Regions from separate parts of the Mus musculus genome. Here region 1 is linked to region 2. Evidence: chromatin contacts called from public Hi-C data. All regions are on one chromosome and are shown on one strand. Each heading gives the region's core, a stretch centred on a gene start, on an enhancer-like site or on the middle of the called end of the contact. The rest is flanking DNA. Distances are from core to core; before and after follow the strand shown. Region 1 overlaps Cdc123 (cell division cycle 123). Region 2 overlaps Ccdc3 (coiled-coil domain containing 3).

Region 1 (3,850 bases), core at 560-3,059, 640 kb after region 2:
GTTTTGATTGAAATGATCTGCTATGGTTAATCTCCATCGTCAACTTGATTGGAGACTGGTGAGACACACTTCAGAGTATACCGCTGAGGCGTGTCCACAGAGGACAGCTACCAAAGGCAGCTCCTGAGGGGCAGACCCACAAACTCCAAATAGGGCCCTCAAGGGGAAAAAGCAAACAAAAGCCCATCAGCGCAGCTCTGTTCCCCGGCCCCCTCTCTGATGTCTCACACCCCAAAGGCTCACAGTGATGGGGCCTAGTGGCCACCGCCAGAAACCTCTGAAACAGTGAGCCAAAACCCAAATTTCCTCCTTTTATTTATATCATGTTTCATCAAAATAGAATTAGTGTTATCTAAAAACACAACTTCAAAATATATTACTAAAAAACCAACACAATTAGAAACCAAAAGATTTTAACATGCACGGTTGCTCAATAACTAAAAAATCAAGTGGCCAAAGGAAAAAAAATTGGGAAAGATTTTTTCCCCATGTGATAAAGTCTCCATATAAAAAATAAAGAAATAGCACAAAGAACCCCTGCCAGTATTGCTCATCTGTAATTCTATCCCTTCCCCGAAAATGTGTTTGATCTGAAAAGGATGCGCGTTTGCTTCCAAAGCTACATATTTCAGCAACAAGCCTGGTCTAGATCCATGAGTCTGCAGAACACAGCACACGCTGGACTTCCTTTGTTTGGCATGATCAAGTTACAAAGCCAAACTTACAATAGCAAGACTCAAAATTAAACAACATTCTGTCCAGAAAGCAATAAAACAAGTTATCAGCAACACAAGTCACAGGGAAAAGACTAGAAAGGAACAACATTGATTTTCTAAGACTCTAAAATAAGAGGCAGATGGATCTTTGTGAGTTCCAGGCCAACTTGCTCTACATAGTGAGTTCTGAGCTAGCTAGAGCTATGCAGTGAAACCCCCCCACCTTCTGCCTCTGTGTGTCTCTCTCTTATATACACACACACAATGTAAATAAGGATTTTAAATTCTAGCCGTACATCATCATCCCTGAGGGGGCTTCTGAAACCTTACCCAGTGTCCATCCTAGACTCACAGAATGGGTGGGCTACTGACCTGATGTGCATAGAACAGTTAAGACTCTACAGCCCTGAATCAAGTTGCCCAACAACAATAAACATAGACACGCCAAAGTGTCACTAGGTACAAACACTTCAGTTATATGTCACGAGCCAAACTACTTACAGACACGAGTGAGCTTTCTACAAGAATAGCCACAAAATAATATATTCAAGAAAGTGTCTAACAAACTCTGATACACGTACCATTGAGTAAATGCAAATGGGTTTTACAATATGGTCTAAATCTCGGAACGGAAACTGTCAGGATGTTTAGACTGGCATGCTTCTCGCTTTTAAAAATGAACTCTTTTTCAGATCTGCAGGATCTCAGCTACCATTACTTATATACTCGTCCAACTTCACTTTAATTCCTCAACTCTTTTACAGGCTAAACAGCTGCGTCTACCTGTCAGCCCCACTGAGTTAGTGATCAGGACATTTGCCAGGGACAGGAGGCAGCTTGGCAGGTTCCAACATTTTCAACTGCCGATATGAAATAACTAGTTTAGTATCTATACACTGCAGGCAGATAACACTTACCCCACAGCATATACAGACTGAGATACAGAACTAAATGATAATAAAAGCCTTCCGGGAAGGGAGCGTGTTCTAGACAAAAGGCTGGTTTTACCCTGTTCTAACTGCCTAGATGCTGCCTGCCACAGGCCACACCTCGCGAACACAAGTCTGCCACTTCCACATCAAGATAACTTCCTCCAACGTTCAAGGCTATCTTGTTTGATGCTTCCTGTGGGCAGTACAGCAGCTAGCACAGCACAGACACACACAGCAGGCTGCCAACGTCTTTACCAGGAAGCAGAGAAGCGACTCCTGCCTGCGGGATCAGATGTCTGTCTATGAACTCACCCTGCTTCCCAGGCCTCGGAGGTTTCTTTCCGTCCAGCTGGAACTTTCCCAAGCATCCTTCCTTGTCTCGACCTCTGCTCCCCTGTCCTTTCAGATGTGTTTGTGATTGTGTGCATGTGTGCTGTGTTCACATGTGTCTTCAGAGAACCTGCCTCTCACCAGCCAGAAGTACCAAGGCGACAAGCACTGGCAAGGATCTGGGGACCAGGAGTCCTCACGGACTGTGGGGAGGAAGGTAAGCTAGTCTAGCTGAGGAAGAGCATGCAAGTGCCCTACAAAGTTAAAGAGGCTCCTAGGGAGGCTCGGCCTTTGAAGGCACTTGCTGACAAACCTGAGGTCCTGGGCTTGATCCCAGGAACCCACATGGTGGAAAGACAGAAGCACACTCAAGTCCATGTTCTCACACGATCAATGTAAATAAATAAAGAGATTAAAAACAGACACACCATATGACCCAGCATCCCAGTTCTTGGGCATACATCCAAAGACGTGAATACCTGAAAGAACAGTTGTCCCCCAATCTCAATTTCCACACTACCCACAACAACCTGGAAGTGCAGACAAATAGATAAAGAAAATGTGGTCCAAACACACAACAGAACTGTTGAGCAATAAGAAACATAGCTGCCTAGTACTCTGGGGCAATGCGGATGAACTGGGAGGCGTAATGTAAGTGAACTAATCCAGGAAAAAGGGCAAATACCACAGGATCTCATTCATATGTGAACTCAACCAGGGATCTTCCACGGGTCAAGGGTAGAAAGACGGCTACCAGAGGCTGGTGTGGGGAGCGACGTGGCAGAAGATGATCAATAGTTAATAAAGAAGAATAAGAAGTTCTGTATGCTACTGCACAGAGGGGAGACCATTGGGGCCTCCAACATTTAACTACTGGGATAGGATACTGTCACCTCCAACGTCTCTAGTGACACTTATACCTATCCTGGAGGCTGGGGTGCCTGCCAGACAATGAGGATGTGCTGTCAGTTCAGTAAACTCAGGCCAGAAACGGGAGAATTTTGAATGTTCTTACCATAAAGGGATGACAAACATTTGAGTAGGAACTCCTTTGGTTTCCCATATGAATGAAATCATGTAGTACTTGCCCTTTGCCTGGATTAGTTCACTTATGTAAGGAATCCAGAACTAAACAGGACATGATGCAGACATGCACTCAAACATTAAATTCATATCCAATTTATGTTTTTATATATTAGATAAAAAATAAATTTAAGTTAAAAGTGTTAATCTGGGGCTAGGGAGCTAACTCAACTGTAAAGTGCTTACCTCATCTTCCTGGGGACCCAAGTTTGATCCCCAGAAACCACAGAAAAAATGTAAGGTATGCTTGTTACACATTTGTACCCCGGCACTGGGAGGTGGAGTCAGGATGACCCCTGAGGCCCACTGACCAGCCCGCTTTATTTAATTGATGAGCTCCAAGCCAACAAGAGTTGCTGCTTCAGGGGAGACAGGCAGCATTTCTGAGGATGACACCTGGGGTTGTCCTTTGGCTATGTGCACAGCCCACATGAATATACACACTCATGCGCAGGATTCCCACATGAATATGAATATAAACATATTCAAAAAGTTTAAATGAAAAATCTATTAAAGGAAAAAAAAATAAATGTAAACAAATTTACATCTTTGCTTAAGCAAGTCACACAAAGAGCCTTTTAGTTGACTTGAGAAAACCTAAGAACCAAATGACAAATTTCTATTGTTAAGTGTATACAATGAATGATTTTTAGTAGGTCTAGACCTCCCAGGAAGTGTGAAGAAGGACATAAGTGGTCATTTATTCACTTGTTCTATTGCTGGTCCTATATTTAGGGACCACCCTGTAATCCCATCACACAGGAGGCAAAAGCAAGAGGGTCATGAGTT
Region 2 (3,761 bases), core at 1,163-3,662:
GACAATCTCTGTAGCAAATGGATTTCTCTCTTGCCTGGGGGGTGGGGGCATCACTTTCTGGAGGGACCTGCTGATGACGGAGGCTTTTAGAAGCTCTGGTTGCCAACACTGCAATCTAAGTGCCTATTCTAAGGGTGGGGGTTTGCCCTCCTCCTTTAAGATCTATACGGACGGCTGGTTTGATGGACCTGACGGACTGAGATGGAAGAGAGTTGTCTTCTGACCACCGCATACATGTTGTGGTGTGTGCATCCCCCCACTGTGCACATGTTTGCATGCACACGCACACACACACACACCAAATAACAATAATAAGGAGCTTTATGTATCCAGTATCAGTGAGCATCAGGGACATCGAGGCAGCACTGAGGAATGACAGTCCCGAAATTACTGAAGGTGGATGGCATCTCAGAATCTGGACTGGGACAGACCTAGGGTAGCATCTTAGCTCTGTTTCTTATGAACTCTGCAAGCGCGTTTATGTCCTTCAGTGTCACCGAGCCTTAGCTTTGGCTATGGGCTACAAGAATGGTCCCCTTTCTGAGTTTTGAGATCTAGGTGAGATGTCCATGCAGCGTTCAGCACAGACATTGAGACACAGACGAGGAAGTGTCCCACGGGAGAAAGGGGGGGTCTCAGGTTTAGTGAGTCCCAAAGGGCCTGCCTTGTGACCCATGGGCATTTACCTGCCATTGCAGCGTGGGGTAGAGCTCATGGTGGCAGAGTCTGGACTTCTAAGTGGATGCCTCTTCAGAGCCCGAACCCCTGATGGTGGGAGGCATGGGGTGGGGCACTCAGAAGCCTGCCATGCTGTGCAGCGCCCTCTGCTGACGTGTGAGAGTCTTTGTCCAGGCCAGAGCATGAGGTGATGGCTGCTGTGGAGAGCGTTGGTATAGAGACAGTGTGGGCTAGTGGGTGACTCAGAGCCCTCACCCCATTTAATCATTTTATGATTGAGAGGAGGCAGTGGTTTGTAAAGACTAGGTTTGCGGGCTGGGGGTGGTCCTTACTTGGCAGAATGCTTGCCTAACATGACTGACGCTCTGGGTTTGATTCCCAGAACTGCATAAACTGATGGCCACGTGGGAGGTCCAGAAGTTCAAGGTCATCCTAGGCTATGTAGCAATTGGAGGCCAGCCTGGGCTATGTGAGGCATTGTCTTGGGGGAAGGAAAAAAAAGGAAAAATTAGATTTGGCACCAGGGAGTTGGTTTAGTCAGGAGCTTAGGAAAGTACTGACTGTGGAAGGAGGGGGAGACAGGAGGATCCCTGAACTTCACTGGCCAGCCAAATTAGACAAACCAGTGAGTTTCAGGTTGAGAGAGAGAGAGAGAGAGAGAGAGAGAGAGAGAGAGAGAGAGAGAGAGAGAGAGAGAGACTCTCTCTAATAAAGCAAAACTGAAGAACAACTAGGGATTAGATCAGACATTGATCCCTACTGTCTGCACACACCTGTGTACACTTGTAAGCACACCTATACACACACACATATACCAAACTAGAAAAAAATAGATTTTGTTTCTTATAGCACAGCAAGTGGGATAGAGATGCAGGAAACTCCCACATACCTGCTGCCTTCACATATGTGCAGCCTCCCTGACTGTCAACACCCCCAGCAGGGTGGGACATGGCTTTAAGGATCTGTCAGCCTACAGTTATAGATACTGTTATCACACGGGCCCCATGGCTTTCATTAGGGTCCATGTTTGGTGTTACATTTGTGTGTGGGCAAATACAGAATAGCTTGTATCTGCCATTAGTGTGTCTTTCAGAACAGTCCGTCTACTCCAAGCATCTTCTGTCTTCCACTGGTTCAGGATTCATCCCCTCTTCTCTGGTCTTCTTTTCAGCAAGGGTTGAATTATTTGTATACAGACAGCACTATGTACGGCCCATGTGTCTGTTTTTATCTGTTTGTGTGGTGATGCTATGGATGAAAGCAGCCCAGGGACCAGATGAAGAGAGCACACCCCACAAGATGTTGGCCCTTGTGACTGTGGAGTTTTGGTTTGATAAGTCTCCTCTTAGGGCAGAGTGTGTCTTAGAATTCTGGACCATCCCATTCCCCATATCAGCACCTCCTTTGCTAGCCCACTCCCTCCTCTGACTCCAGTGCTCTTTGTAAAAGATTTTATTATATTTAGTGTGTGTGTGTGTGTGTGTGTGTGTGTGTGTGTGTGTGTGTGTACATGCATGTGCACATGTGCAAGCCACAGCATGTATCTGGAAATTAGGACAATTTGTATGACTCAGTTTTTTTCTCCCACCGTGTGGGTTCTGAATCAAAGTCAGGTCCTTTACCTGCAGAGCCATCTTGCCAGGCCTGACCCCTGTGGCTTGTTTCCCATGTGCTCAGTAAATGCTCTGTGAATGTGTGAGTGAATACTGAATCCTGCCGAGCTGTTCTTATGGTTATCTGCCCACAGGCAGGCTTTGCCTGTGTCTGCTGCTACCCCCACCCACTCCCTGTCCGGCTGCTCCAAGGCCAGCACTGCAGAAGCCAGATTCCCTGAGGCTCGGAGGTCGCTTCCTGGCTTTATCTGGGCTGTTGTTCTGTGCTCCAGCTGCTAGCAGGACAAACTGACATTGTCCATGTAGCTGGTTCTGATACAAGGACTCACAGAAGTCAGAGGCAAAACACACAAATGTAACTAACTATGCTGGGGTTAGCCATTCCTGTTCTGAAGAGAGTGTGATGCACGGTGGAAGACACCTTTGGGGCCTGAGCTGTGACCTGGTTCTTAGCCTGGCTAGCTCCAACCCATTGAAGCTAGACCTCACTCCTATAGATTGGGAGTGGGCTAACTTGTTCTTGGTAACGTAGCTGAGAGGGATGGTAAAGCGGGATGCATTGAGCCCTTCTGGTAAGAACGACTAGTTAACTGCATACCGTATATGTTCCTGTGGCAAGCTTCTGTGGTAATATGTGAGAAGCGCTGGTAAGATGAGAAAAACGGCTGGCGGGACTTTGTCCACTTGATTTCTGGCTAGCAGACACTAGGCTAGTGAGAGTCAGTTCTGCAAGCTTTGCCCATCTGTGGGAGGGGGAGTTTGCAAGTTCTGAGACCGTAGGAAGATTGTCTTCTTGTTGATCCATTTTCCTCTCCTCTAGTTGGAAAATCAGCGGGCTGGACTGGGCTGGTGGATTTCTTTCCACTTTTGAAAATCCCCTTTCCTAGACTTCTGAATCGCATAAGGCTAATTTAATGTCTGCCAGGTAGAGGTAGGGCTGCCTAGCACTCCAGAATATACCTGCCCAGGCAGAGTCTGGGCTGGTGAGGGCAGGGGGGTGGGAACCTGGAGATGAAACTTGGGTTTGTTTTCATGGGAGACTAGGGTGTGGGCCTCCCCTTTCTTTTGGGGAGGGTGATGCATGGGGTGCCATGCATGGTAAGGGCACCTTCCTTAACTCTTCTGAGATGGAAAGAGGTTGAGAAAACCCCGGAGGGGAGGGTGTTTACTGGAAAGACTGGCCTTCGCTTGGATCAGGGGCTTGAGGAGAAGGGATGATCTAAGCCCATAACCCTAATTTAAACTTAGGAAAGGGACTGCCTAGAGGGACACACACACACACACACACACACACACACACACACACACACAGAGAGAGAGAGAGAGAGAGAGAGAGAGAGAGAGAGAGAGGGAGAGGGAGAGGGAGAGAGGGAGAGGGAGAGGGAGAGGGAGAGGGAGAGGGAGAGGGAGAGGGAGAGGGAGAGAGAGAGAGAGAGAGAGAGAGAGAGAGAGAGAGAGAGAGAGAGACAG

What was found. A called contact is a pair of places that touch in the nucleus more often than the background predicts.
Region 1: a contact with region 2 is called in a Hi-C map of embryonic stem cells, with 1.8 times the contacts expected there. The contact joins two enhancer-like sites. A contact is called at or near these places in 1 of 484 Hi-C or Micro-C datasets (embryonic stem cells) and 4 of 115 datasets of contacts at active chromatin or transcription factors (acute myeloid leukemia, embryonic stem cells and large pre-B cells).

What each region holds. Positions count from the first base shown.
Region 1 is chr2:5,799,667-5,803,516 of GRCm38.p6, forward strand. All of the region lies in intron 10 of Cdc123 (cell division cycle 123), which reads right to left. Among named protein-coding and RNA genes, the nearest start is that of Gm29984, 24 kb to the right of the region's middle. Within about 2 kb of position 1,810, at least 104 of the 459 cell types and tissues checked have an H3K27ac peak or open chromatin away from gene starts, as enhancers often do. A contact at or near this core is called in embryonic stem cells, where this site is marked.
Region 2 is chr2:5,160,504-5,164,264 of GRCm38.p6, forward strand. The region is part of intron 2 of Ccdc3 (coiled-coil domain containing 3); the gene reads left to right. Among named protein-coding and RNA genes, the nearest start is that of Ccdc3, 25 kb to the left of the region's middle. Within about 2 kb of position 2,413, at least 16 of the 459 cell types and tissues checked have an H3K27ac peak or open chromatin away from gene starts, as enhancers often do. A contact at or near this core is called in embryonic stem cells, where this site is marked.